Linked DNA regions of Sus scrofa: regions 2, 3, 4 and 5 are each linked to region 1. Evidence: chromatin contacts called from public Hi-C, HiChIP or PLAC-seq and promoter capture Hi-C data. All regions are on one chromosome and are shown on one strand. Each heading gives the region's core, a stretch centred on a gene start, on an enhancer-like site or on the middle of the called end of the contact. The rest is flanking DNA. Distances are from core to core; before and after follow the strand shown. Region 1 holds the start of MBD6 (methyl-CpG-binding domain protein 6). Region 2 holds the start of LOC106510300 (basic proline-rich protein-like). Region 3 holds the start of ZC3H10 (zinc finger CCCH domain-containing protein 10). Region 4 holds the start of SMARCC2 (SWI/SNF complex subunit SMARCC2). Region 5 holds the start of STAT2 (signal transducer and activator of transcription 2).

Region 1 (5,499 bases), core at 953-3,452:
TACCATCGCTCCCACCCCACACTGGCGGCTTCTAAACTTTCCCTCTCATAACAAGGCGCCCTGTCACCCAGCCTGCTTCCCTCAGCTTGGGGAGGAGGGGAAGGCGTATGAAGTAGGAAGGAACTTGGGGAGAGGGCGGGTAGAGGGTGGGCAAAGCACTGAGGGGAAGGAGGTGAAGAAGGCAAAAGTCAAGCAGTGAGAGGGAAAAACGGTGGGGGCAGGTGAGGGCGGGGGAGTGGGGATGGGGCCAGGGAAAAGAGGCCGAGAGGACGCGGGGGCAGAGGGTAGGGACAGGAGGGGAGGGGAGGGGGAGGGGCGAGGTGGGGGGCCGGGCCCTGCACTCACCGCGGCCCATGGTTCGGCCGGCCCCGCCCTGCGCAGTCGCGGCCCAGAGGGTAAGTGGGAGGGAGTGGGAGGAGGGTCGGTGGAGCCCGAGCCTCCGGTACGGCCCTGGCCGGTCCTAGCAGGAAGCGCCGCCGCCGCCGCCGCGGATCACCGAGCGGCCTCCCGCGCATGCGCCATGGGGGCCAGGGGCAGCCCTGGGGATTCCGTTCCCAGAAGGCACTGCGCAGGCTGCTACCGCCGCCGCCGTCGCTGCCGCCGCTGCCGCCGCCGCCGCCGCCGCCGCCACCGCCGCCGCTGCCCGGACGGGAGAGGGGCGGGGCCGGGCCCCCGCCCAGCGGACAACGACGAGCCAACAGGAGGGGTCGCAGTGCGCATGCGGGAGCGCGCCTACCCCTCCCCCACAACCCCCCATTAATCCCCAAGAGAACAAACACCCCACGCGGCCCCCCGCCCTCCGCGGAAGGATCCGAGCCTCTTCCCAGGCCACTGGTGGCCAATCCCAGCCCTCCTCGGGGAGGGGCCCCTTCCGAAGCCGCAATCTGTTAGGGGAACCAGGAATGCCAGGTCCGGGAGGAGCTGGCCCCAAAAGATGAAAGTCGCGACTTGCCCTGCCCCGCCCCAAAGGCTTCCCGGGTAGTGTGCTGAGACTTGACCCGCCTCCCCAGGTCAACATGTCACAACACGACCCCGGCCTGTCAAGTCACATGACCTCTGCCTGTCACTGACGACCTGGTCATGTCTTTGGACCAGGAGAGACCATCTGGTCCAATCCACCCCCGCCTCCACTTACAGAAGGAGAAATGGAGGTCTAGAGCAATGGTGCAGGCCTGGCCAAGGACTTGTCACCGTCACGCTACCACCTATACCTGCTATCTAGCGACAAGCGGTCTTATGACAGTTTCTACTTAGGACAAACTCTGGCTGCCCCCATGAGGGTATGAGGATATGTAACAGGACACCACATGGCCTATGTTTTCTACCTAATGGCACTGGAAAAATACTTTGAATTTTGCATGGTGCTTTTCATTTTTGTTCAAGCTGCCTCCAAGTTCGTAAGTCTTTCATTTTACTTTCACAATTCATTATCTTGTATTTGAGAACCAGAACGGCGAGGCACAGAGAGATTAGGTGGCTGCCCTAGGATTCATGGACAAGTGAAGGACCGCTGAAGCTAGAATCTGGGCTCCTGACAATCCACTCCATAGCAGTAGTGTGCTCACGTGCAAGCAGTGTTCCAGGCAACAAGGCTCTACTGTAGCCCACCTAGAAGTCAGGAGGCCTGGGCCCGGCTCCTCACAGCAGGGAGTCACAGGACTTGCAGGTGTGGTACACTGAAAAGGGCGGGCCCAGGCTTGGGTGAAGGGCACCAGAGCACCACGTGGGGGGGGGGGGGGACAGAATCCGGTCCACCCGGCAATGAACATGAATTCTGGCTTGCTGAGGGCTCATCAGAAACTTTGCAAAGATAAACGTCTAAGGGTGCTCTTCAGAGGGGAGGAACTGAAAATGACCACCAAGGGGATTCAAGTTCTTCAGCCTCTTTGGAAGAAATCAGGGGGCTAAAAGAAAAGACCCCTTTAAGAAAACTGGAGAGGATGCAAACAATCTTGATGGATGCAAATTTTCAAAGGAAGGATGTTTAAAAGACCTTCTGTCCATTAGCTGGGAGAGGGTGGTAAGCGAGGAAAATGGGAGTCCCTTATGGAGGAAATAGAACGGGGGCTAATGTCAGGTGGGTGGAACATGAGCTCTAGAGAGAGACAAGCTGCAGAGAGATTTCACACCGCAGCTTAGGGGTGACGGGTTGAAAACCGTTGGGGCCGTTGGGTGCCGGGAGCTGGCGCCCCGCCCTCTCGCCTCTTCCCCGCACCCCCACCCCCCGCACCTCCCACTACCCTCTCAGTCCCTTGCGCGCGTGCGCGCGCAGACACCGGTTGCCAAACATTGCATCATCCCCGCCCCCCTTTCCTCCCCTCCCCCCTCCAGCTCTCCCCTCCGCGCGCGCGCATGACTCACTCACCTCCTCCGCGAAGCCTCGTGACCCAAAGCCACTTCCGGGTCCAACACGAAGTCGACCCCCAAGCGGGAGGAGGTGATGGGGGCGGGGCCGAGGAGCTCCTGAGTGGCGGATGTAGGGGATGAGGCGGGGCCAACGCCAGCGTGCCGCTTTCTGATTGGTAGGCTTCTGGATCCGCCCCAGAGGGGAGGGCAAGGCCCTGTTAAAAGATCCCAGCTCTGCGCTGCGGAGGTCAGAGGCTTGAGTCTAAGGCTTAGAGAATATCATGTTGAAGATGAGCCGGTGGCAGCGACAGAGCCAAAATCAGAGCCGGAACCTGAGGAGAGAGGCGAGTACTGATTCCCTATTTTTTTACTCTCCCATCCTCGCGAACACCAGTTGTCCTCTCCAGGTTAGGGCATCCGCTCTTTGGGATGTGGCCCCACCCCCTCTGCAAAGCGGTGAGGTGACTGTCCGGTGGAGTGAGGGGAATCTTTTATTCGGAAATGGTGCTTACGGACTCTCTTCCTTGGCAAGACAGTATTATCCCACCTATGTCCGGAGCACAGACCGTGCTCTCTGTTGGTCGGTGAAGGGGCCCTCGGGAGATGTATTTTCTCCGGTTGCTGACCCCAAGCCTCCTCGTTAGGCCTGTCCGGTATGAGGCCGAGCAACAGGACACACCCCCGCGCCGAGAAGCCTGGTGACCGTAGCTAACCGGCTTTGCCACCATCGGCCCTGCCCCTTCCCCACCCCCAATCCTGTCTCAGCCGCAGCGTCTCGGGGCCAGCATAGCCACGTCAGTAGCTGGGGCTTCTGGACCCTCCACAGGACATTTTTTCCGCGCCCTTGCAGAGGACAGAATCTTAAAGAGGCTGACACAAGCCTTTGGGAAGAGGGGTGCCCATGAACCGGGAGCGGAGATGGGTTTTCCCTTTCCTCAGAGCTCCCTGGGTCTCCTGCACAAGAGAGCATCCCGGATCTTTTAAGTGAGGAAAGCCATTTGGGGTCTCCCCAATGAATTGTCCTTCCCCTGGGATTGGTCTATGCCTCCTTCCCCGTGTCCTGTCTCCAACTAATCTCTGTGTAACCATTGCATCAGGCTAGCTAGCCCCCTGCTCGGCTCTGCAGCCCTCTGGCCTGCGGCTCCACTGCTGATGAAAGCTATGTCCCACACACTGGAAGGCAAGGAGGGTTCCCCAGGGAGGACAGCCCTGCAGAGAAACACTCAGGACGGTATTGCGTCTACAGTCCCCAGGGATAGGCAGCTGCTGCTCTGCCTCTGGGCTTCATCCTCCTTATCCCTATGAGGGACAGGGGAGAATGCACCATTCATTCCTAACAAATATTTAACCAGCACCTCCTATGTGCCATGCAGTGTGAGGCTCAGCATACATCCATGGACAAAAGAAAAAAAAAAAAATTCTCTGCTCTCCCAGAGCTTCCATTGCAGTAGGAAAAGGCATACAGTAAGCAAATATGTAAGTGCCACGGGAAAAGCTAAGGCATGGAGGGGTAGAGAATGCTCAGAGAGGAGAATACAGTTTACCTGAGTGGTCAGGGATTCCCTTTCGGAGGTGACATTTAAATGAGAGACCTAAATAGAGGCAAAGCAGTAAGGCATGCAGTATGTGGAGAGCACTCCAGGTGAAGAACAGCAAGAGCACAGGTCTTAACGTGGAAGCGTGTGTAGTATCTTTAGGGAACAGGAGGCCAGTTGGCTGGACTGAAGTGAGCAAGAGGGAGAGTGGTCAATGAGAAAAACAAGGCGAGGGAGGAGCAGATTATGGAGGGCCTTCTAAGCCATTTTAAGGACTTCAGCCTTTATTATGTGTGAAACTGGAAGATTTTGAACAGAGGAGTGACATGGCTTGACATAAGGTGTTTTGGGTTTTTTTGGTCTTTTTGTCCTTTTAGGGCGACACCTGTGGCATATGGAGGTTCCTAGGCTAGGGGTCCAATTGGAGCTGTAGCTGCCAGCCTACACCACAGCCACAGCAAGGCAGGATCCAAGCCGAGTCTGCGGCCTACACCACAGCTCACGGCAATGCTGGATCCTTAACCCACTGAGCAAGGCCAGGGATGGAACCCACGTACTCATGGATACTGGTCAGGTTCATTAACCACTGAGCCACTATGGGAATTCCTTGACATAAGTTTTAAATGGCTCACCTTGCCTGCTGTTGTAAATAAACTCTGAGAGGGGTGGCTGGAACAAAAACTGGGAGACCTTTTAGTCAAGAGGCTTCTGCAGTCACCCAAGAGAGATGACAGTAACTTGATTAGAAACAATGGAATTGGTGAGAAGTGTTGATTCTGGGGTTTTGAAGCATCAGGTAAGTTTTGGAGTTCTCTTGTGGCACAGAGGGTTAAGGATCTGACATTGTCACTGAAGCGGCTTGGGTCAAGGGCACGGCCAAAAAAAAGGGGGGTGGTGTTTCCTGGTGGTTTGGATTGGATTGTGGGATATGAGAGGAGAGGAACCAAGGATGATAGCAAGATTTTTGGCTCAAGCAACTAGAGTTGCCATATGCTGAGGTGGGAGAGACCTTGCAAGGGGAAGATTAGTAGGAGTTTGTTTTGGGACATAATAAGTCAGAGATGCCTATCAGCTACCCAAAAGGAGAATGGCAAGTAAGCAGTTAAGAGCTGGAGGTCCCAGGAGAGGTCTAGACTGGAAATAGACATTTGGAGGATGTCAGTGTGGGAATGGAATTAGAATACCACCTGATTTGTTCTCTCTTTTGTAGTCCATTCCTTACTCTGGAAGGTTTGAGGTCTGCCTTGAATTTAGAGAAAGCTGAGTTGGCCAGGATTTTGCTGTTATGTAATCAGGACTACAAATGTCAGCAACTAAAAATAAAGGAAGTCAGGGCTCTTCTCTGTCCTTGGAAGTGGCTACAGGGACCAATAATTATCCATGCTCTGTAAGTCAGGAAGTAAGGGAAGGACCAGTAGAAAATTGGAGATAAAAGAACCTGCCTCTCCTGCTAAAAATGGCTAATGTTTGTCCTTGATCCCCACAGTGTTCCAGAAGGAAGTGTATCTTCATACATCATCACACCTGAAAGCAGGTAAACTTAATAACTCTGTCCCAGAACCAGCTCCTATGAATTGCTGCTCAGGCTCCCTGTAAGAGGACCCTAAGAAAGGATACT
Region 2 (5,499 bases), core at 1,568-4,067, 1.6 Mb after region 1:
CTGAGCGAGGCCAGGGATTGAAACTTCAACATTATGTTTCCTAGTCAGATTCATTTCCGCTGTGCCACGACGATGCTAACTCCTAAAGTTTCTCAATTTGACTTCAGACCAGCTTCCCTCCCGTCCATCTGTCACCACATCCTTCCCCAGCCCTGTGAGGCAGCTGGCCAATCCCAATCTGCCATGGACTTTATTTTTAAATTAAAAAAGAGTTTGTGTTTTTGCTTTTTAGGGCTACATTCGCACAACTCAAGGCCACGCCGGCTCCTTAACCCACCGAGCAATGCCAGGGATCAAACCCACATTCTCATGGTTACTAGTTGGGTTTGTTAACCCACTGAGCCACAGTGGGAACTCCCTGCCATGGACTTTTAAAACTACTCCTTTTTTGGAAGTTCCCATTGTGGTCCAGCAGTAATGAACCCAACTAGTTATGAGGATGCGGTTCAATCCCAGTCCTCGCTCGGCTCAGTGGGTGAAGGATCTGGCCTTGCCGTGAGCTGTGGTGTAGGTTGCAGACACCGCTCGGATCTGGCGTTGCTGTGGTTGTCTCTGACTCAACCCCTAGCCTGGGACCTTCCGTATGCCTGAAAAGACAAAAATTAAAAATAAATAAATAAATAAACAAAACGACTCCTCTTTTACACCTGGCCCTTTCCTTGGCACTGGAACTGATGCTTGCCCTTTTATTCGCCAAGCTCCCCTGGGAGAGCACCACCCACCTCTGTGAAATCTTTTTCTTTTTCCCTCTGGGGCATCGGCACCTCCTGCCCCTCCCTCTGAGCTAGTCCAGCTGCCACCAGGGGTTTCTGCGTCTATTCACAGTGTGGGCTTGGTTCTGCCTGCTGGCAGAGGACAGGGCCATCAACTTCCTCACCTCGCTGGCCCTGTGCCCAGCACATGCCTGGCAGAAACAGAGGAATACTCCTTTCTTCGGAGTCTTGGCTCCTCCTCCCCAGCCTGCCTGCAGGTGATAACTGGGGAGCAATGTCCAGAAGGGGCTTGGTGTGTTTCGCTTGAAGATAGTGATCCTGGAAACTGGTTCTCAGCCCAGCCCAGCCCAGTGCGCCTTCCTTTTGCTCTTAAAGTTTCCTTCCTTCTTTGTGTACACACACCACAGCTCAGGAAATGGTTCTTCAGGCAGGACCAGAAAAACGCAAGGGGTGGGTTCAGGCTGGGCGGGCAGCGGTGTGGTGGCTGGTTCCGTCCTTGCCCCGTTCACACAGTTTCTTCTGGAGCCCACCCCCCCCTCACCTTCCAGTCCTCTCCAGGCTTTGCCCCTGGGCTGTCCAGGACGGGCGAGGAAAATGCAGGGAATACGTGCTGTGCTCGCCTAAGTGTCCTCGGCACGCCTCCCGGGTAACAGGCTGATCCGGGAGTGGAGGGAGGGACCTCATTCATGACGCATCATGACTGACGGGGTGGGATGTCCTGGGAAAGGCTTCCTCTATTTCTCCGCTCACTCCTCCGGAATCCTACAAAATGGAGAATGGACTAACAATGGGAGCGGAGAGAAGGAACACCCCTTCTAGAATGGTGGGGGACCCCCAGGATGTGAAGCCAGGGACTTTCTAAAAGTGTTTATTCGCGACCCACCCTATCCCAGGGACCCAACAGCGCCCTCTACTGACTCGGGGAAGGGGTGAGGGGCTGGAACAGAGTTGGAGCGAGAGGAAGGGAGTGGGCTCTGGGTGGAGGATGAGGAGGCCTCTTGAAGACCATCTTGTCCCCTCGCCTCAGCTCCGCCGCCCGGGCTGGGTGCACAGAGGGTTCCTCTGGGCCGCTCATCCCTCCTTTAGCTCTCACACGTCTCCCCCGTTTGCCTGAGCCAAAGAAAAGCAGGCGGCGCCTGGTCCCCCTCTCCTACCCCGAGTTGGCACGGGGCTGGGGAAGCCAGGAGAACCCAGGCACCCCGGGGTCTTGCCCTTGGTGCCCTCCCTTTGCGGGGGGTGGGCGCCGTCTTCCAGGCAGGGGCCACGTGGCCTTGACCCGGCCGGGGTCTCGGCCTTCCTCCTGCAGGCCGGGTGACTCAGGCCGCAGCTGTTCTCGCGTCACATGAGGGAGGCTGGCGGCTACTCGGCGGGGGAGGGGGCTGCGGATGGAGCCGGGGCGGGGCCGCGCGCCGGGCGGGGCCGGAGCCGGGGGGCGCAGCTAGAGAGCCCCTGAGCCGCGGCGGGAGTGCAGCGCACAGCCTCGGGGAGCCCAGGTGAGGCCGCGGAGCCCGCTCCGGCTCTGGCGTCGGGGTGTTGGGGGGAATCGCCAGCCGCTCCCCGCTCAGGGCCTCGCTCCGGGCCTCTGAAGATCGGCTTCGCTCCCCCGCTGCTCCCGAGGCCCTCGCAACTTTGCAACTTTGGAAAGTTCCGGAGGCCCGGGAGGGGTGGGATGCGGAGCGCGGGACGCACTTATTTTTGGCGGTGGTCAGAGCCCAGGGGAAAGTGGCCTGGGGATCGGGCTAGAGCTGAGGACAATTTTGGGGGGCTGGTTGGGTGGGGAGGGGGTGTTTAACACCTGGGGGCTGGCGGGCCCAGGGTGGGCGTCCAGCCCTGGCCCCAGCGGGCGCCCTTGGATCAGTCCGGGGCCAGGGACGCGGCGGGGCGGGGTCCGGGCTGGGCGACGGGCGCCCCCACCCCTCTCCTGCAGGGAGAAGAGGGGGCTGGGAGACGTGGATCTGACCGCGGGTTTCCGGGTGGGAGGGGCCGGGAATGGGGGCCGCGCAGGGGAGGTCTCGAGGGCCGGCAGGGCGCTCCGAAGCCCGGATACCCCTTCGACCGGTTCTAATCCCCCTGCCCTCCCCTGTGCCCCAGGCCAGGCAGCCATGGCGGTGGAAGGAGGAATGAGATGTGTCAAGTTCTTGCTCTACGTTCTTCTGCTGGCCTTTTGCGTGAGTGGGGAGCGGGGACGATGGGGGCGCGCTGGCAGGGTGCGGGGAGAACTGGCTCGGGAGTGCTGACGGCTGAGGGGTCAAGAAGGAAGGCAGCTGGAGAGCAGATGTGGAAGGAACTCCCGGCTAACGGCCGAGGGCAGCGCGGCCATCGCCTCCTCCAGCTCAAAGCAGGGATCTTTGAGACTGTTTGGGATCGAGAATGGCCGGCCTGGGTGCCTAGCACCCTCCCCGTAATCCCTCCTTGCCTTTCCTGTCTGGTGACCCAACCTCTTGTGATATGGGGCAGTGGGGCAACCCGCCAACGGCTTGATGCTATCACCACGGGGTGCCCCTCCGCACCCTCCACCCCCCCTTCCTCTCCATTCCCTCATACCCCCTCCTTCCTGCTTGGGGGTTGGAGAGGGCTCTGTCCACCTAGATGGCTCCTGCCCTGGGCCCCCGGCTTGAGAGAGGATTGTTTGTCCAGGGAGGGGCAGGTCACCCTTACCCCGCTTCCTCCTCCCTTCTCCTCCCTGGCCTAGTGGGCCTGAGGAACCCGAGTCCTGAGGAACCCTAGTGGGCCCCAGGAACCCTAGTCACAGCTGGTGAGGATGTGGTGGGCACTGGAGGACAGTGAGAGGGCAGTTCTGGGAGCCCTGGAGGCCCATAGGAAGAGGCTCACAGGAAGCACTTCTCTTTGTTGGGAATTTGTGCCCTGGGGTCAAGGCTTTCTGGGAACTTCTCTTTTTGCCTTGGTGAGGAGCGGGTTGTGGAAGGTGTGGTTCCTTCTGACTGCCTTCTCTGAGAGCCTTGAACAGTTTCCCAGCCCTCCCTGGCAAGGATGGCTCACCCTTCTCCCCCACAGTTAGGTCCCCTGGAGGTGTGAGAATCCGTCTCTGGAGTGGGGTTCTGGTCTGTGTCCCGGGTCCATCGCGCCCTCCACCTTGGAGGGCTGATGGGTTGTGCGGCCTCTCAGTCCTGCTCTGTCCTCCCCGCAGGCCTGTGCCGTGGGACTGATCGCCGTGGGGATCTGGGTCCAGCTCGTGCTAAATCAGACCATTACCCAGGGGGCCACCCCTGGCTCCCTGTTGCCTGTGGTCATCATCGCAGTGGGTGCCTTCCTCTTCCTGGTGGCCTTTGTGGGCTGCTGTGGGACCTGCAAGGAGAACTACTGTCTTATGGTCACAGTGAGTGGCGGTGGGCCAGCACGGGGCCTGGCCCTCCTGGAAGGGCGTTCCTCTGGAGAGGGCTTGGGAGGGTGGGTGGGTGAAGGAAACTTCTGTGAATGTTCCTGAGAATGGCAGGCCCCCCTTGCCCAGACGCCAAACCTGACTCTCGTCCTTTGCGCCCGCAGTTTGCCATCTTCCTGTCCCTTATCATGCTGGTGGAGGTGGCAGCCGCCATTGCTGGCTATGTGTTTAGAGACAAGGTAAGCAGGGACTAAGGGGAGGGCCTCGTCTCAGAGGCCCGGCTACTCTGGGACCCAGGTGCCCCGAATTCTGGCTTCAACACAGCTCCTCTCTACTCCCAGGTGAAGGCAGAATTTAATAAGGACTTCCAGCAGCAGATGCAGAATTATCCAAAAAACAACCACACAGCATTGATCCTGGACAGGATGCAGGAAGATGTGAGTGGGGTTGCTGGGAGCAGGAGGAATGGGGTAAGAAGGTGCTCATCTCCATGGTGAAGATGGGGGCTCACTTAGCAGCCTTTTCCCTGTGTCTTTCCTCTCCCCTAGTTTAAGTGCTGCGGGGCAGCTAACTACACAGACTGGGAGAAGATCCTGCTGTCACCCAAGCGAGTCCCGGACTCCTGCTGTGTCAATGTCACTCAGCACTGTGGAGTTAATTTCAACGTGAAGGAGATTCATAATGAGGTAGGGAGGAGGCTGAGATAGTAGTGGACGTGGGGAACCTGGCATATGTTTGAGGGGGGCCAGAGGGACCAGGGCTGGAGGTGGAGAGGGTCGGGGCCCTTGGGGATTGAGGGTCAGGGATGGGGAGGGAACCTGGCAGTGCCAGGGGTGGGGTGAAAGGTACAGAGGGTGGGGAAGAGATAGCCGGTCTAGGGAAGTTTCTTTTTCTTTTTTTTTTTAATCTTTTACCTACTGTCTTTTGTGCTAGCTCTTTATTTATTTATTTATTTATTTTTTTTATTTTCCCACTGTACAGCAAGGGGGTCAGGTTATCCTTACATGTATACATTGCAATTACAGTTTTTCCCCCACTCTTTCTTCTGTTGCAACATGAGTATCTAGACATAGTTCTCAATGCTATTCAGCAGCATCTCCTTGTTAGGGAAGTTTCTGATAGGGTTCTTGTCTTGTGTGCTTGCCCCTTCTTCAGGGCTGTGTGGAAAAGATTGGGAGCTGGCTGAGGAGCAATGTGCTGGTGGCAGCTGCAGCAGCCCTGGGCATTGCCTTTGTGGAGGTGAGAGGTGCCCGTGGGTATCTGGGAACATGGGGCAGTGGGAGGATGCAGAGCTGGAGGTACTGGTCTGGTTGTGTCTGGGGTCTCTGGGCTGGGTCTGGGGTCCCTCGCCTCTCTGGCTCCTCTTCACCCCCACCTCTAACTTTCCTTCTAGGTCCTGGGTATTGTCTTTGCTTGCTGCCTTGTGAAGAGCATCCGAAGTGGCTA
Region 3 (5,499 bases), core at 2,081-4,580, 1.3 Mb after region 1:
ATCAAGGCAATAGGAAGGAGTTAATTTCATAGGAACAAGTATCTTTCCCCATTCTATACCCCTCCATGGGAAGATCCCACTGACATCAAACCTCACCATTCTCACCCTATAAAGATCCTCTTTATTTATAGACTCCATAAAAGCTTTTCAAGTCTCCTCTTTCCCAAGAGAGCTCAGGAATGTCAGTCCACTGCCCCGGTTCTAGCCCTCCCTTCCCCCCACCCCCAACACGGCTAGGAGTCCCTGCTACCACGTGTCTGACCTCCTAAGCCTTTCCTAGGCAGTGTTAAGGCTCCCCCTGCTGTTCAAATGGGAGAACTTCATATCGTGTCCTCTAGCGTGCAGGGGAATCTTTCCAATTTTTTTAGCCCTTGATGGCCCCTAACCACTCAGTCCTTTACCTTGATTTTAACTTAAAGGCAAAATGAACCCTAAAATGAACTCATGCTATCAAGGACCAGAGTTGCAAGAGAATCTGTACAAGAAGGCTCCTCTTCCTCCAAACAGAGACAGTCCCAGAATGATAAAAATAACCAAGGAAAAAGGGTTGAGAAAAGAGAAGATACAAAGTTCTACTAAAAAGGAAATGACCTGGGGAAAAATAAATGGCACCTATCCAAGCCTGATCCATGTTGCAAGTCCCACCAGAAGCAGATAATCAGATACCATACTCTTGCCCACCCAACTCTCCCAGGATTGTTAGATACCTGAGGTAGCTCAGGTGAAGTCCGGGGCTCCTGTGGGTCTCCACCTCCACATCACTGCTGGGTTCTGAACAGGAGAAAAACAGAGACTTGGGTGTGAGAAGGGATTAGAACAGAGGACTATGGGGTGGTTACAAGAATAAAGTCTAATCAAATGGCAAGAGCTCTGGGAACTAAGATTTCCTTAGGGTACAAATTGAACTTCACCTGTCAAAGGCAGAAGCTATCAGTAAGAAGAGTATAATAAGGAACAGAACAAATTTGGACAGCCTAGGAGGATGAGTTGGAAAAAAACCAGTCCTGAGTGAACAAAGGGTGAGGGGCGTCCTGCCCCAAGATGAAGGAGGATGCGTGGATCGTAGCCTGGTCTAGGGTTGGCGTTAAGAACTCCGAATAGGGAGCCGTGCAAGGGCAGCGACTGACAGCGCAGTGGGATGGCAGATTAGACTTGGGGGCGGTGATTATGACGCTTCGAAACACCCCAGAGTTTGCGAAAAGTCCTAGGAGTTTCCCAAAGCAAGTCTTCTAGTCTGGCAGGTTCCTGTGCAGTACCGCCAGAGCTCAGCCGGGGACCAGGTGAACAGGACACTAGAGGAGCACGAAGTGAAGCGGGGAGGGGGACTCCAGGTGACATGAGGCTGAGGGGATGGGCAGGGCTGTGACGTCACGGAGCTGGCGTTTGCTCGCAAAGCGGGGTCAGTCAGAAAAGGGGTTCAGCCCTAGGACGTGAGGCAGAGGAAACTCAGTCCTGGGGGGCCTTGTGTAGCCCGGCCGAGCCCAGCCGCTGGGCCGGCCCCGACTCCTCCCCTCCGGGCGCGGCCTCCACCTAAGTCTCCCGCCTCCCTCACCTGCCGCCGCCGCCGTAGTTGCTGCTGCCGCCTGCCGGTCCTCTAGCTTCGACAAAGAGCCGCCTACCCTATCGCCCTTCCGCTTCCTGCGGAAGAAATGACGCTCTAGCCGCCAGACCCGGAACTATACTCTATGGCTCACGAAGCACTTGCGCGATTAGCCGCAGGAAGTTCCCAGCAGGCTTTGCGTGTCACCATGGCAACCGGACCCAACAGCACAGCAAAGAGCCCCAAGCGCGGGACGTAGCAAATGTAGCCCTTTCGGACGATGAGCGGAACTGTTTGCCCACACGCCGGCGAAATCAACTTGAAAGCGGTCCCTGACGTGTGTAACGCCCTTTCCAGGAAATAAGAGCCACCCAACACTCCAGCAACTCCCAGGGTCCAGAACCAGTCGGCCAGGGGCGGGGCCCGCACCCCCGACTCAGTGTAGATATTCTCTAAAGCGAGTACTCATACAGAACACCCCAGCCAATGAACCATAAAAACCACATCAACAGACAAGATGACTTTTTTTCTTCAGCTAAAACAGCAGATAATTTATTGTACACGTGTTACATTCAGCCACAACTGAGAACAGAACTAGTCCAGAAAGTCACAGGTCCAGGGCAAAAAACCAAAAGGGACCATTTTGATATGAGCAAGGTGGGTCTCAGAGTGGTCCAGGCGATCAGAACGGCGAAAAGTTGTTATAGATCCATTGAGACAAGTTCTAGACAGAAGGCATGCAGTCCAACAAATTGTACCAACGTCCCTGGCCTCTGGGATTTCGTTTCTGCTCCTGTGGCTTCCACGGTGTACAAGTTTACTTGGACCTCTGCCTCATCTTTCTTCTTTTGCGCTTCAGCCTGAAAACCAGACACGAGAATGCACCTCCTGCCCACAAACCCAATCTTCTTTCCCTCCCATCTAAAATGTGCATACCATACAAGGGGTGGGTAAAAAAAATCAACGAACACTACGGTTCTATCCTCTTGTGTCCAATCCCTGGTTTTGCCAAGTCAATGCTCATGTTTTTCATCTTAAGCTGTTTAGATTTCTAAACCAAATGTTCCTCCCAAGCTTCGCCCAAGGTGTGCTCCAGTTCCCCCACCCTGTACTTGCAGTCTCAGCATACCTGCGCATTCGCTTCTTCCTCCACTGTCAACCGATCACAACCAGAAGCAGAGAATAAAACGAGATATCATTAGTTGTAGCAACGAGTTTAGGGAGGAATATAAATAGTGTAATTTTTAACCAGACAGGTTTAACCACTTAGGAGGACTTAGTCGCAGTAATCACATCAACAACTTGGACTCCCACCCGGATCCCCGCTGTAAAACCCCAATCCCGCATGCGCTATCCTATTCCCGCTCTCCACCCCCACTTAACTCCCAGCTTCTGCTTCTCCCCAAACTATCCTCCCTGTCCCACCAGCTCTTGGGCACCCTTGAGAACCTAGCGATCCGAGAACGATGGCGGACTTCCCTTGCCTGGGTCTCCCCTGCAACTGCCAATTCTTAGAGCCTCAGCTCACTAACGGGGACTGCTTACCTTCGCTCTCATGGCGCGGAGGTTTCTACGGGTAAAGAAAAAAAGTCTACAGTTAGTTCGCTGTAATGATGGCAATCGCAGAGATCAGATGTTTACGGATTGTACTCGGAACCGGAGAGAGCCCAAACCGAGACTCACCTCAGAAGATGGCGCTAAGGCCGAGAGAGCGCTAGGGGCCCGCCTACGGATATTTAATGCAATGCTCGGTGTCGTCACTTCCGTGGTCTCGCCCTGCCCCCAGGGGCGGGGCTGCGGGAGGGTAATAACAATAGCTTTTGGCCCTTTGGGTTCGTGGTAAGTGTTTGAGTTGGGACAGTTCTCTTGGAAAATAGACTATTTTGAGTGTGAGTTACAAAATTTCCCTTCCCCAGGTTTTATTATAAGGATACTATATTATTTAAATATGAGCATGTATTTCCAGTAAGAGACCCAGAAGTGCAGAAAAGCGTAGGTTAGTGACTTCCGTCTTCCCTCTCATTGCTTCATGGGAGTTGCAGTTTCCCGGCGACACCCTCCATTTTACTGTGGATAGATGCAGAGTTTACAAAAACTGGTTTGCCTTATGTTCTGAACCTAAGTTGCTGCAGGGAGATTCTATTTCGGAACTTCCAAAGGTTCTAAGATTCCAGAACGTGGAAGGATGTAAAGTGGGGAGTCGAGAAAGCTTGTCATACTACAGAGACCTTTGGCACTATTTAAGATAGATCAACTCTTTTTCTAGCCAACTCCAACGCCTGAGGCAGAATGTCACTAGATTCCTGGCCACAAAGCATCTGGCTTAGAATATACTTAAGTGATTCTCCCTCTACACAACGTGAAGATCAAATCAAAGAACAGAAGGGAAGCTAGCTAGGATCGGCTAGACATTTCTTTAGGACAAGAATGGTATTTGATGGTAAGATAACTTGCCAGTCTCCTCGTATGATTGGGTCAGAAGCACCCAGAAAAAGACTCCCAAAGATTTGGTTACAGGAAACTTGAGTTAGGATGAAAGGGAACCTTTAATCATGCAGACTTCGCCTTATTCACTGTAAAATACAGTAAAGGCTTATTATAATCCTTTTTTTTTAGTGGTTTCCTTTTATAACCTTTCCCCTTTTTAGCTCTGGAAAAAAAAATATCTAAATTTAGGACCCTTGTTCCAAGTGCTTAGGTGGTTTTAGTATTATCTCCATCAGAATGTAAGTTTTTGGTTTTTTGGCCCCGCCCACTGCATGCAAAAGTTGAAGTTCCTAGGCCAGGCAGGCCACAGCAGCGACCTGAGCCACTGCAGTGACAACGCCAGATCCTTAACCCACTGCACCACCAGGGGAGCTCCTAGAATGGAATAAGTTTTTGAAAACAAAAATAAAAACCCTAAGAGTTCCTGCCCCAGTGCAGTGGGTTAAGAATCCAACAGCGGGAGTTCCTGTCGTGGCGCAGTGGTTAACGAATCCGAGTAGGAACCATGAGGTTGCGGGTTCGGTCCCTGCCCTTGCTCAGTGGGTTAACGATCCGGCGTTGCTGTGAGCTGTGGTGTAGGTCGCAGACGCAGCTCGGATCCTGCGTTGCTGTGGCTCTGGCGTAGGCTGGCAGCTACAGCTCCGATTAGACCCCTAGCCTTGGAACCTCCGTATGCTGCAGGAGCCGCCCAAGAAGTGGCAAAAAGACAAAAAAAAAAAAAAAAAAGCAACAGCAGATCAGGTTGCTGCAAAGATCCAGGTTCCATCCCTGGGTGAGGATTAAAGGATCCAGAATTGCTGCAGCTGTGGCTTGGAATCAATCCCTGGCCCAGGAATTTATATATGCCGCTGGTGCATGCATTAAAAAAAAAAAAAAGTTTCCTCTGTGGCACAGTGGGATTGGTGGCGTCTTGGGAGAGCTGGGATGCAGGTTCAAGCCCTGGCCCAGCACAAGGGATAAAGGATCCCGAGTTACAGCGGCTGTGGCTTGGGTCTTAGGTCTATAGTGCAGCTTGGATCTGATCCCTGGCCCAGGAACTCTGCATGCCCTGGGGCAGCCAAAAATGGGAAGAAAAACAAGACAAACAAACAAAACACCAGCAGAATTACTTTGTATCAAGTCCACTATGATTTCACCTGTTGCTTTCTAGTCTATAAGCTCTATATGGTTTTATTCAGTATAGTATCTTCAAATCCACAATGCCTCCAGTGTAAAATGCTCTAATAAATTGCCACCCAATCTCAGACTGGCCCTGAAAAATTGCCTAATTCTAAAGGCATTCTTCCTGGCTTCCTAAGTCAAGAAAAAACACTTGCATAGTTATTATTTTTTTCTTTCTGGCTGCACCTGTGGCATGTGGAAAGTTCCCTTGCCAGGGATGGAAACTGCCACAGCAACAACTCAAGTCGCTGCAGTGATGCTGGCTCCTTACCCACTGTGCCACAAGAGAACTCCCAAGTGTTCTTTTTTTT
Region 4 (5,499 bases), core at 2,232-4,731, 1.2 Mb after region 1:
TGAGAGCATGCGCAAAATGGGATTTGGGAGGAAGTCCAGCACAGAGCCTATTAGATGCTACTCATTTAGTACATTTTTGCTCACATCCATGTCTAAGGCCTAGGAGAGGGGGTACAAAACAAATAATCAATAAGCTTACAGTCCAGTCTGAGTGAAGACATGTATGCATAACTATGCTAAAAAATGTATATGTACTCAGCAAAGATTTTTCTGGAGTGGCTTACATGTGCCAAAAGTGTATATTCTATAAGGGAATGAAGACTTCATGTAGTAAGATTAGGGAACAGGATATGGTGGGCAACAGGTGGTCAGAGGAGACTTCCAGGAAAACCACCATTTAAGTGGTGACTGAGAAGAAGGTAAGGTTGAGAAAGATTCTATCAGGCAGAGAACAGCATGAACATGAACAAATACTCTACCAGGAACTAAAAGAATACCAGTGGATGAGATGTAGTTACTATGGAAGAGTGGGGAGAAATAAAAGGACCAGGTAATGGAAAAAAAAAAAAAAAAGCAAATATGGAAGGGTTTAAGGTCTCTGGCCACAGTGTAAATGCTTTACTGCAGCTCTACCTATAGCAACTAATGTAGTCCTCACAATTACCCCTACTCTCCAAATGAAGCCTCCAGCAAGTGGTGGGTCTGCATTCAGCTCGGAGAAATGTGAACACAGTTCAGACTATTTAGGAGGTAAATATAACTTGTTTTTATTTTAATTTTTGTGTCAACGACCTAGGGGATGGTGGTGGTACATTGATAGGTTCCAGCTGTTGTAATGGAGAACCTCAAGGAGTTCCCTGGTGGCCTGGTGGTTAAGGATCTGGCATTGTCACTGCTGGCTTGGGTCACTGTTGCGGCATAGGTTTGATCCCTGGCCTGGGAACTTCTGCATGCTCAGCGAGGCCAAAACAAACAACAACCAAAAAAACGGGAAAAAGGACTTGAAGGATAGAAAGTGATAATACTGGGTACAGTAGGAAGGTGGGAAACTCCAAAGTGTGAATGTGTAAAAAGCGCAGTGAATTACCTTTGAACTGCCTGCCCTCTGGCACTCCTTTTTGGAGATGTGGCTGTACAAGAAATAAAACACAACTCCTAGGATGTTCTCATTGTGGCTCAGCAGGTTACGAAACCAGACTAGTATCCATGAGGACGAGGGTTTGATCCCTGGTCTCGTTGAGCGGGTTAAGGTTCTGGTGTTACCACAAGCACAATCTGTGGTGCAGGTCCCAGATGTGGCTCCAGCTCGGATCTGGCATTGCTGTGGCTGTGATATAAGCTGGCAGCTGCAGCTCCAATTTGACCCCTAGCTTGGGCGAGAACTTCCACATGCTGCAGCTGCAGCCCTAAAAAGCAAATAAAAAAAAAAAAAATCCGGAGTTCCCGTCGTGGCGCAGTGGTTAACGAATCCGACTAGGAACCAAGAGGTTGCGGGTTTGGTCCCTGCCCTTGCTCAGTGGGTTAACGATCCGGCGTTGCCATGAGCTGTGGTGTAGGTTGCAGACGCGGCTCGGATCCTGCGTTGCTGTGGCTCTGGCGTAGGCCGGTGGCTACAGCTCCGATTCAACCCCTAGCCTGGGAACCTCCATATGCCGCGGGAGCGGCCCAAAGAAATGGCAAAAAGACCAAAAAAAAAAAAAAAAAAAAAAAATCCCAAGTATCCTAGATGTTCCTTACAATCAGAAATTGGGGATAGGAAGAAGAGGCTAGTTAGAGGTTAGAGAAGGTTCATTCCCCAGCTAGGAACTTGGAACAATGAATTTAGAACAGTACCTAGCCCATAATGAGCACTCAATAAAAAAGTGCCTCCCACACTCTAGCTCCAGCTAGATTGGCAATGTTGATATTTAAATAGGCTACTTCCCTCAGTGTTGTAATACCTTAGGTGCATCTCCTCAAGAAGGAGCCAGTGAGAGAATGTCCTGGATCTTCATTCTTTTTTTTTTTTTTTTTTTTTTTTTTTTTTGTCTTTTTGCCTCTTCTAGGGCTGCTCCCACGGCATATGGAGGTTCCCTGGCTAGGGGTTTAATTAGAGCTATAGCCGCCGGTCTACACCACAGCCACAACACCTCTACACCATAGCTCACGGCAACGCTGGATCTTTAACCCACTGAGCGAAGTTAGGAATCGAACCCACAACCTCACACTTCCCAGTCGGATTCGTTAACCGCTGAGCCACAGCAGGAATGCCTCTGGGTCTTCATTCTAATAAGATCTACAAGATGGGACATCTGTTCATGAACTCCAGAGGTGCCCTCTTTACCTGGGAATTCTAGTTTTGACTATACTAGCACAAGCACTGACATTCCCAACAAAACTTAACTCTTCTTCAACCAAATCCTTTGCTCTGCCCTCCCTAAAGAATGAAACAACGTATGCCAAAACTCTGCTTGCAAACCTGAAGTTACGGAACTCTGAAAGTGCCTTGCATCCTCGCAGCTAACAGAGTTGGTTGTGCATAATCACGCTTCTCATGATTACCCTCATCCCACACAAATCCAGGATTGGGACCTTCTGGCCCCTGTTTCCGAGACACGAAGTGCTTGAAGGGCAGGTGGCAAGACTAGAGTCTCCGTATAAAGGGGAAAAAAAGTGACCGTCACGAACAGGATTCGAACCTGTGCGGGGAAACCCCATTGGATTTCGAGTCCAACGCCTTAACCACTCGGCCACCGTGACTCACGAAGCTGTTCTTCGCCGCGCGCTTACAGAAGGGGTCCGCATAGCGACCAGGAAGGGCGTGTGACAGCGAGAAGCTGGGCCAGGCCTAATACACAACCCAATGACCTCCTCCCACCCCGCTCCTTACCGCTTCCTCCATGCGGCTCAAAGGAAGAGTCAAGCGGACCGGGTGACCCTAGGAGGGAGGGGCTCCCACCCAGCGAAGACGAGGGTCTTAAGGAGCGCCAAGCTATTTAGGAGGCGATGGCGAGGCCTGCAGAGGAAGCGGTTGGGGGAAAGGGGCTGGGTCCCACGGTAGCGGCTCCGGGATTCTTCGGGTTATGGGGTGAGAGGGGTACCTGGGACAAGGAGTTAGGAGCGATGGAGGCTCCGGAGAGTTTAAACGGGAGTCTCTTGGGGATGGATGAAAGGAAGGATCTTTTTGGGGAAAAAGACCTGGGGTTCCTTGGAATTAGGAACTCTGTCGGTTTAATAGCTACGAAAGCAGTCGCAGTCATGGGCTGGGGGCTCCTTAGGCAGGGGCAACGCTTTGGCGTGGTACAGAGTGTACCCCGCTCCCCCGGCTGAGAAGCAAGAAAAGGCTTCAGTTAAAAAGGGATCTCAGGGGAGTGTGCGCCCCCTCCAGGAAGCAGCCTCCTCCCCAAAGCTCTGGCCTCCGCCGCCGCCGCCGCCGGGGAGGCCGCCAGGGTCCGCCCCGCTCCCGGGGCTCCGCCGCCGCCGCCGCCGCGCCCTGACGGCCGGCAGGGGGCGCTGCGCGAGCCGGGGCCGGCCTAGGCGGCGGGAGGCGGCGGCCGCGGCGGCGGGAGGCGGCGGGAGGCGGGCGGAGGAGGAGGCGGAGGAGGCGGGAGCTGAGCTGAGCGGGGCGGGCGGCCTCGGCGGCGGCGGCGGCGGCGGCGGCGGCGGGGCCCGAGCCCGAGAAGATGGCGGTGCGGAAGAAGGACGGCGGCCCCAACGTGAAGTACTACGAGGCCGCGGACACCGTGACCCAGTTCGACAACGTGCGGCTCTGGCTTGGCAAGAACTACAAGAAGGTACGTGAGCAGGGCCGCGCGGGGGCTGGGGGCGGGACAAAGGGACCGCGGCCCCGCGGCCCCCCGGATCCTGCCCACCCTCCCGCGGCCCGCGGCCCCTCCCCCGCGGCGGCCGTAGCAGCCCCTGCGCGCCTTCCGCCGCCCCGCGCCCCTCCCCCAACCTCTTTTACTGCCCCCCCCAGCCGCTGATTCCAACCCCCGCCCCCACGGCTGCGCCCTCTGCCCCTTGTTTTTCTCCGTTGCCCCGGCGGGTCCCGGTGCCAGCTGCCCACCCATCCAAGCCATCGCCTTCCGGGCTTTTCCGGGAGAGACGGCCAGGGTGGACCCGGTGCCGAATGGGCACCCCCCCTACCCCCCGCCCTTACAACGTGCCCGCCACGGTGCCCGCCAGAGCTCCCCACGGAGCCAGGTACCAGCAGGTTTGAGGCCTCTCCTGTGCTTTGTGTATGTTCAGAGAGAGATGATGAAAGCAGAAGGGTAAACAGCCACAGAGCAGGCCCTTGACTGCTCATCAGCCTGAGAAAGGCCCCCACCCCGAGATCACCTGTCTCTACCGCTCCAACAGAACCTCTTTGGAAGGCAGAGTGTAGGAGTTCCAGGCAGCTACCCCTTCTAAAACCATTTTCAGGGTCACAATGAACTCACCCCACCACCTGGCCGTGCCTTGCCTTGGGTTTGGGGTTCAGGACCAGGATACACTTTATGTTTGTAGCCCCCCACGCCATAACAGGACATAATAAGGTAGTGAACAAAGGGTTCAAGAAGCCTTACCTGTCTTCTACCAAACCTGTTCCTGGTGGTGTCTTTGTCTTTAGGCCTGGTTGAAAGGAACATTGCTACATAGGGTTTTTCTCTGGAAACCGTCTGCCTCTCTCTTCCTCTCACTACCCCCAGTTAGGGGTTCTCTTTCTGACTTTCCTTCAGCTCCCCAGTTCTTCCTGCTCAGCTTTGCAGCCTGTCAGAAGCATGATGGGCGGTTTAGGAGAATGCCCCTCTGATCCTGGTCAGGAGCCTGGCCCTGTTCTGGAAGGTCTCTCCTCTCAGGTGTCAGGATCCTGACAAACAGCTGCTGGGTGTGTGGCTTTTCTGTACCCCAGTGTGAGACTCTTGTTCCCAGGCTTCTTACCTTTGATCTTTTGGAAGCGAGATCAGTCTAGGGGCTTAGGCTCTGACCCTGGGGGGATTGACAGCCGGTGACCTGGTTCAGCTTTCAAGTTCTTAACTCTTTCTGTCATTTACCTTTTCTTTCAAGGATCTTTTTACACCTCCCAGTGAAAGGTGTGCTTTTCTCTGTGATTAGGGCTGAGGAAAAAGGGGTCAAAAGGTAAAGAGAAAGCCTCTTGGCACCGTTTTAAATGACAACAGAAGGAGGCTGGGATGCTAGGTAGCATAGCAAGGAAATGTTTAAGAAGGCCCAGGGTTGCTTGTCTGTAATAATTTCCTCCAAAAGGACGGATGCTGTCTTGCTGTTTCCCACCAGGCTGGGTAGTAGCTGGTCTTTCCCATCTAGGAGAGCCTGTGAAGGCATTTGTGCCCAGTCCTAGCAGAAGCAGAAGGTGTAAGCTCACTTTCAGCCTGTTTGCTTCAGCTTACTTCCTTGCACCTTTCTTATTAGGCTGTATTATAGGGGAAATGTTGACCTTCCACAAAGTTACTCTACAAAACAGACTGTTGTCTCCCTTAGAGCCTTGAAGAGGTTGCTTTCATGGCCTGAACTCCCTGAATCTTCAGAATTTTACAACTCTCATTGCTGTTGGCTAGAGATCAGGGTCTTGCAATTCCATTT
Region 5 (5,499 bases), core at 1,134-3,633, 1.0 Mb after region 1:
ACGGAGGAGTAGGCAGAAAGGGATTGAGGAGCTACCAAAACTACCAAAGTGATCTTACTTCTCAATCACTGGACTGTGCGGTAATTTGGGGCCCCCTATAAGTGGGTGGAAATAAGGCAGAGGAAGACCCCAATGACCTAAAGATGAAGAAGGCCAAGTGGGAACAATTGGGCTACGTTTCCTGATTCTTAGGCCTTTACTAAAAAAGAACAGAAGTTTGGAGGTGATAGATGAGGTATGTCCTGTGTTGTGGGCTCCTTTCAGACCACAGCCCTTAGGAAACTTTGTATGTTTCTGGTTTCTCCCCTCTCCAGCTAACTCTATTCTGGACATGTGTGGTCTCAGATTCATCACCGTGCTAGTTGAGTTACTTCTTTGCTGCTTCCTGCTACACGCTGTGGATGCCATTTCATATGGAAACAAGACAAAATTCTTGGTGCATCTTCCTTCATCCTTGGGATCCTGGCCACCTTCCTCAGACCCCTTGTCTTGCGAGACCCTGCTCCCCAAATCCCTGCCTGGCTTCACCCACATGGCCCCTCTACCCAAGTTCCTGATAGGCCTGTCACTGATGATTGCTCTGGAGAAAGCTGGCTGTCAAGCTGATGTACAGGTCCTGAAGCTTCAGCTCTACCGCCAGGGGGGTATAAATGCTACAGAGATGCTTATCAGACATCTTCAAGAACTTGAGAAAGGCAGAAGCTCAGGTAGGGGAGTATCAGCGGATGCCCTGTCTTCTGCTCTGCAGCAGTGGGCCGAGGAGCAGACAAGCCCAAAGAGGGCTCGTCGATCCCTCTCCATCAAGGACTGCGAGCATGAGAAGGAGCAGAGTGTGCACAATATAGTCCAGCTATTGCCGGGAGTGGGAACCTTCTACAACCTGGGCACGGCTTTGTATTACGCTGTTCAGAACTGCTCCGACAAGGCCAAGGAAAGAGGCCGAGATGGGGTCATAGATCTGGGTTATGACCTCCTGACAGCCATGGCTGGATCGTCAGGGGGGCCCTGGGGAATACTGATCAGTACTTCACTTAAACCTGTAGTGAAGTCTGGGATTCATCGTGTGATCCAGTATTACAATGAGAGAGAGGTGAAAACCCCTCCACCAGAGACCAGCAAGGAGGTCTTGGGGAGCACCATAGCCATGGGTGACCTGGAAGAAACAGCTACCGTGACCCCTTTGGTGTCAGAAGTAGTAAGTTCACCTCCTTACTGGTGGTGGACCTTATTCAAGGGCTACAACTCAGATCCTGGCTTTGGGAATCCTGCGATATAAAAGAAGGTGGTAAACACATTGGCTAGATCTAATATTCTGACAAGTTTGTATGTGCGTGTTCAAAATCCATATATCTAATTTGTTATCAAGGAGGAAGGCAGTGCCGTAAAATGTAGGAATTTCAAATTTTGTTGTTCAGAATCAGAGGATTTGACTTAGAATCCAGGTTCTACTCGTTAGAGCTTTGATCACTAGCTAGTAATTTCACTTCTTTCTCCAAACTCAGTTTTTTAAATTTCTTTCTTTTTTTTTTTTTTGCCTTTTTTTTGTTGTTGTTGTTGCTGTTGTTGTTGCTCCCGCGGCATATGGAGATTCCCAGGCTAGGGGTTGAATCGGAGCTGTAGCCACCGGCCTACGCCAGAGCCACAGCAACGCGGGATCCGAGCCGCGTCTGCAACCTACACCACAGCTCACGGCAACGCCGGATCGTTAACCCACTGAGCAAGGGCAGGGACCGAACCGGCAACCTCATGGTTCCTAGTCGGATTCGTTAACCACTGCGCCACGACGGCAACTCCCAGTTTTTTAAATTTCTAAAGTGAGGATAATGATTTTCACCTCAATGAGTTTTGTGGAAATTAAAAATTATACATTGTGTAAATGCTTAGCACAGTGCCATCAATAAACAGTTTTTTTTTGTTGTTCTTATTACTTAAGCCCTCCCCTTCCTGTCCCAAAGTAATGAAAATCAAAATCCATTTCGCTTGTTAGTTTAGCGCCTCTGAGCGCATGAGCGAGTCTCACTTCCGCGGCTTTTTTGTGGGTTCTCGGAAATCAGCTGTTTCAGTCCTGCGCTGTTCTTTTAGTTGGACACCTCCCTCCCGCAGACATGGGGCGGGGCTTACTTGAGAATGTCTACCAATCAATGCAGCTGGAGGAGTGGTTTAGGCTCCTCTTGTCCCGCCCCGCGGAGAGGGAGGAGTCGTGGTAGCGCCAATGAGCTCACAGCCTGCGGAAGAACTTGGCTGAATGGCAGCCAGTGTCAGGGTGCACAGCTGGGAACGGCGAGCTCCAGAGTTCAGCGGCTTACCCAAGCTTGCAGCAAGGGGGCGGGGCCGAGAGGCGGGCCGAAGTCGAGGGCGGCGCGGGAGGCCCTTGTACTGGCTCTCACTCTGGGGACCGGAAGCCTGAACCCGAGCTGCTGGCATAGAGCGGGTCTGAGACCCTAACAAGGTATGGACCCTCAGAGGGCGCGCGGGGGTGTGGGTGGAGGCATGAGTTTCTTCCTATGTAGGGAGGCAGGCCCCGGCATGTACGTCCCGGAGGGGTCGGACTCTGTCTCCAGGTTGAAGTGGGAGCTGTCAGCTACTTCATCCTCCTGTCCAACCTAGATCCCCAACCCTAACTTCCCCTTCCCAAAATACCCCTGCAACTTCCGAGACCCAAAACCTGGCATCAGTTGCATTGGTTCATTGTCTTAGCCAAAGCTTTTACATTCTGGTCTGTGTTATTTTTGATCCTCATCAAACAAACACTCCACTGTCTAAAGGTATAATCCTTATTTGTTAATGTTAAGATACGGAAAGGTGAACCGATTTACCTAAGGTCACACAGTTCATTTCAGAAAAGCTTATTGAGCAGGAAATAGGCACCTAAAAGAGTGACAGATTACTGGAGAAAAAAAGAGTTTACAGCCCTTAACCTCAGTGTTTGTAACCAATTTGGGAAGACCAGATATTTGGGGTTTGTTTTTCATATTTAAGCCTTAGGGTTTACTTGCCAGCTTTCTAATACCAGCTTTCTAATACCAGCTGATTCGTTTTTTTGGGAACTGGGGTCTCATCTTTGTTTTTGGAAGCAAAACCAGTACACAGTTTAAGAAGTCAAGTACCACCAAAGGGTAAATGAAATGAAAAATAGGAGCCTCTGCCCAATCCTTTCCTTACCCTGTTCCTACTGCCCAGTAGAAAGGCAGCTCATGAATATTCATACTGGTGGAAAAGAATCTCTCCACCCCAAGCATTTGATTTGTAGTAAAATCATGTGACCTTTTTTTAGACCACAAATGTGGGTGTTGATTCTTTTTTTGTTAGGCTCAGGCAGTAATAAGTTTTGATTTCCTAACAGACAGATGGCAGTGGGCAGGGAAAGGTACAGAGAAATATTCTTTTTCCTTACCCAGCATGTTTGGTGACAGGCAAAACCCACTTTTGAGTGAAATGTCTCACAGAGTTGATACTCTACATGAAGAATTGAAGATTGACAAAGATCATCGTAAAAGTGTCACAATCTTAGGGTTGAGTTACGCTTTGCATAGTGTTTAAGCATCTTTTAGAATGGAGCTCCTCCTTCCAACATGGAGAGCAGCTTATAGCATGTACCTTATCTCCAAGGAGGTTTCAGCCCCTGATAAAGCTTTGGGGCCAGCAGGGTAATGCTGAGATAAATACTTACGACTGACCTTTAAATGCTCCAGCATAAATGAATACAAACACAGACAAATAAATTTAAAATAAATTCATTGAAGGAAATAGATGAAATAAAGCTCATAGAAATATTCAATGTTTCGGAGTTCCTGTTGTGGCTCAGTGAGTTAAGGACACCACATTGTCTCTGTGAGGATGCTGGTTTGATCTCTGCCCTTGTTCAGAGGGTTAAGAATCCCGTGTTGCTGTGGCTATGGGGTAGGCTGGCAGCTGCAGCTGCAATTTGACTCCTGGCTGGGGAACTTCCATATGCCACAGGTATGGCTGTAAAAAGAAGAAAAAAAAAATTCAATGTTTGTTGAAGCTAAATGATGGGTAAATGGATGATCTTTGTACTATTCACTCTACTTTGTTTTATGTTTGAAAAGTACCATTGAAACAAAAAGGCTTACATATTGAAGCTCTTAAATAGTACTCCCTGAAAGAATGTGCACTAAATTGATAATAGGGTTACTTATGGAGGGGAGGAGAAGGGATGAGGATTGGGAGTGGGATTAATCTAGACTTTAATTTTTTTTCTGTATTTTTTCTTACCTGTATAATTAAAATGTTTTAAATTTATATAACAAATAATCATGAGGAGTTCCTGTTGTGGCTCAGTGGTAACAAACCCAACTAGTATCCATGAGGATATGGTTTGATCCCTGGCCCCACTCAGTGGGTTAAGGATCTGGCGTTGCCATAAGCTGTGATGTAGGTCATGGATGTGGCTCGGATCTGGCATTGATGTGGCTGCGGCACAGGCCAGCAGCTGCAGCTCGGATTCAACCCCTTGCCTGGGAACTTCCATATGCCGTAAGTGTGGCCCTAAAAAGCAAGAAAAAAAAATAATGAGACTGGATGATTTAATCCAACAAAATTTCCAACTGGGAACCTGCATCCTTCAGATTCAGAGGCCAAATGGCGCAGTGGGAGATGCTGCAGAATCTTGACAGCCCATTTCAGGATCAGCTGCACCAGCTCTACTCAGAGAGCCTCCTGCCAGTGGATGTTCGACAGTACTTAGCTGTCTGGATTGAAGACCAGAACTGGTGAGGCCTTCAGCCTCATCCCCTTGAGGGGGATGAGGAAAGTGGTTTCTTTCCTCTAAGTCTCCAGGATCCTGGAGACACTGAGGGAGGGAAGGGTTTGGAAGGCTTCAAGATAGTAGCAACCTGGGAGTTCCCATCATGGCTAGCAGTTGACAAACCTGACTAGTATCCACAAGGGCATGGGTTCGATCCCTGGCCTTGCTCAGAGGGTTAAGGATCTGGCGTGAGCTGGGGTGTAGGTCGCAGATATGGCTCGAATCTGGTGTCGCTGTGGCTGTGGTGTAGGCCAGTGGCTTCAGCTCTGATTGGACCCCAGCCTGGAAACCTCCATATGCCGCAGGTTTGGCCCTAAAAAGACCAAAAAAAAAGAGTGCAACTGGTATCCATGAGGATGAGGGTTTGATCCCTGGCTTCACTCAGCGGGTTAAAGGATCTGGCTTTGGAGTTCCCATCATGGCACAATGGTTAACAAATCCGACTAGGAACCATGAGGTTGCAGGTTCGGTCCCTGGCCTTGCTCAGTGGGTTAAGGATCCAGCATTGCTGTGAGCTGTGGTGTAGGTTGCAGATGCGGCTCAGATCCCGCATTGCTGTGGCTGTGGCATAGGCTGGCGGCTACAGCTCTGATTAGACCCCTAGCCTGGGAACTTCCATATGCCACGGGAAGCAGCCCTAGAAAAGGCAAAAAGACAAAATAAATAAATAAATAAATAAAGGATCTGGCATTGCCACAAGCTGCAGCATAGGCTGGTTGCAGATGTGGCTC

What was found. Promoter capture Hi-C pulls out the DNA fragments that hold promoters and counts their contacts. A called contact is a pair of places that touch in the nucleus more often than the background predicts. HiChIP or PLAC-seq counts read pairs in DNA pulled down with a chosen protein or histone mark.
Region 2: a contact with region 1 is called in a promoter capture Hi-C map of fetal liver, with 5 times the contacts expected there. The contact joins the promoter of LOC106510300 here to the promoter of MBD6 in region 1. A contact is called at or near these places in 1 of 5 promoter capture datasets (fetal liver) and 1 of 47 Hi-C or Micro-C datasets (heart right ventricle).
Region 3: a contact with region 1 is called in an H3K27ac HiChIP or PLAC-seq map of skeletal muscle, with 3 times the contacts expected there. The contact joins the promoter of ZC3H10 here to the promoter of MBD6 in region 1. A contact is called at or near these places in 1 of 5 promoter capture datasets (liver), 1 of 47 Hi-C or Micro-C datasets (heart right ventricle) and 1 of 2 datasets of contacts at active chromatin or transcription factors (skeletal muscle).
Region 4: a contact with region 1 is called in a Hi-C map of liver, with 3 times the contacts expected there. The contact joins the promoter of SMARCC2 here to the promoter of MBD6 in region 1. A contact is called at or near these places in 1 of 47 Hi-C or Micro-C datasets (liver) and 1 of 2 datasets of contacts at active chromatin or transcription factors (skeletal muscle).
Region 5: a contact with region 1 is called in a Hi-C map of liver, with 3 times the contacts expected there. The contact joins the promoter of STAT2 here to the promoter of MBD6 in region 1.

Annotation. Positions count from the first base shown.
Region 1 is chr5:22,786,923-22,792,421 of Sscrofa11.1, reverse strand. It overlaps MBD6 (methyl-CpG-binding domain protein 6), which reads right to left and starts at 2,202. Exons shown (of 14, transcript XM_013997655.2): 1 at 346-2,202. It overlaps DDIT3 (DNA damage inducible transcript 3), which reads left to right and starts at 5,405. Exons shown (of 3, transcript NM_001144845.1): 1 at 5,405-5,415.
Region 2 is chr5:21,172,380-21,177,878 of Sscrofa11.1, reverse strand. LOC106510300 (basic proline-rich protein-like) reads right to left here and starts at 2,817. Exons shown (of 2, transcript XM_013997622.1): 1 at 2,509-2,817; 2 at 2,030-2,440. The coding sequence starts at 2,817. The coding sequence ends at 2,030. CD63 (CD63 antigen) reads left to right here and starts at 1,654. Exons shown (of 8, transcript XM_005663878.2): 1 at 1,654-2,206; 2 at 2,805-2,881; 3 at 3,862-4,050; 4 at 4,218-4,292; 5 at 4,395-4,490; 6 at 4,602-4,739; 7 at 5,209-5,292; 8 at 5,447-5,499. The coding sequence starts at 2,816. LOC102162669 (a long non-coding RNA gene) reads right to left here and starts at 1,986. Exons shown (of 2, transcript XR_303407.3): 1 at 1,868-1,986; 2 at 640-1,475.
Region 3 is chr5:21,504,341-21,509,839 of Sscrofa11.1, reverse strand. It overlaps ZC3H10 (zinc finger CCCH domain-containing protein 10), which reads right to left and starts at 3,330. Exons shown (of 6, transcript XM_003126269.6): 1 at 3,224-3,330; 2 at 3,086-3,110; 3 at 2,670-2,692; 4 at 1,553-2,400; 5 at 708-771.
Region 4 is chr5:21,584,759-21,590,257 of Sscrofa11.1, reverse strand. It overlaps SMARCC2 (SWI/SNF complex subunit SMARCC2), which reads left to right and starts at 3,481. Exons shown (of 29, transcript XM_001929168.6): 1 at 3,481-3,713. The coding sequence starts at 3,603. It overlaps TRNAS-CGA (a tRNA gene), which reads right to left and starts at 2,679; the gene lies at 2,598-2,679.
Region 5 is chr5:21,745,844-21,751,342 of Sscrofa11.1, reverse strand. STAT2 (signal transducer and activator of transcription 2) reads left to right here and starts at 2,383. Exons shown (of 24, transcript NM_213889.1): 1 at 2,383-2,449; 2 at 4,590-4,733. The coding sequence starts at 4,603.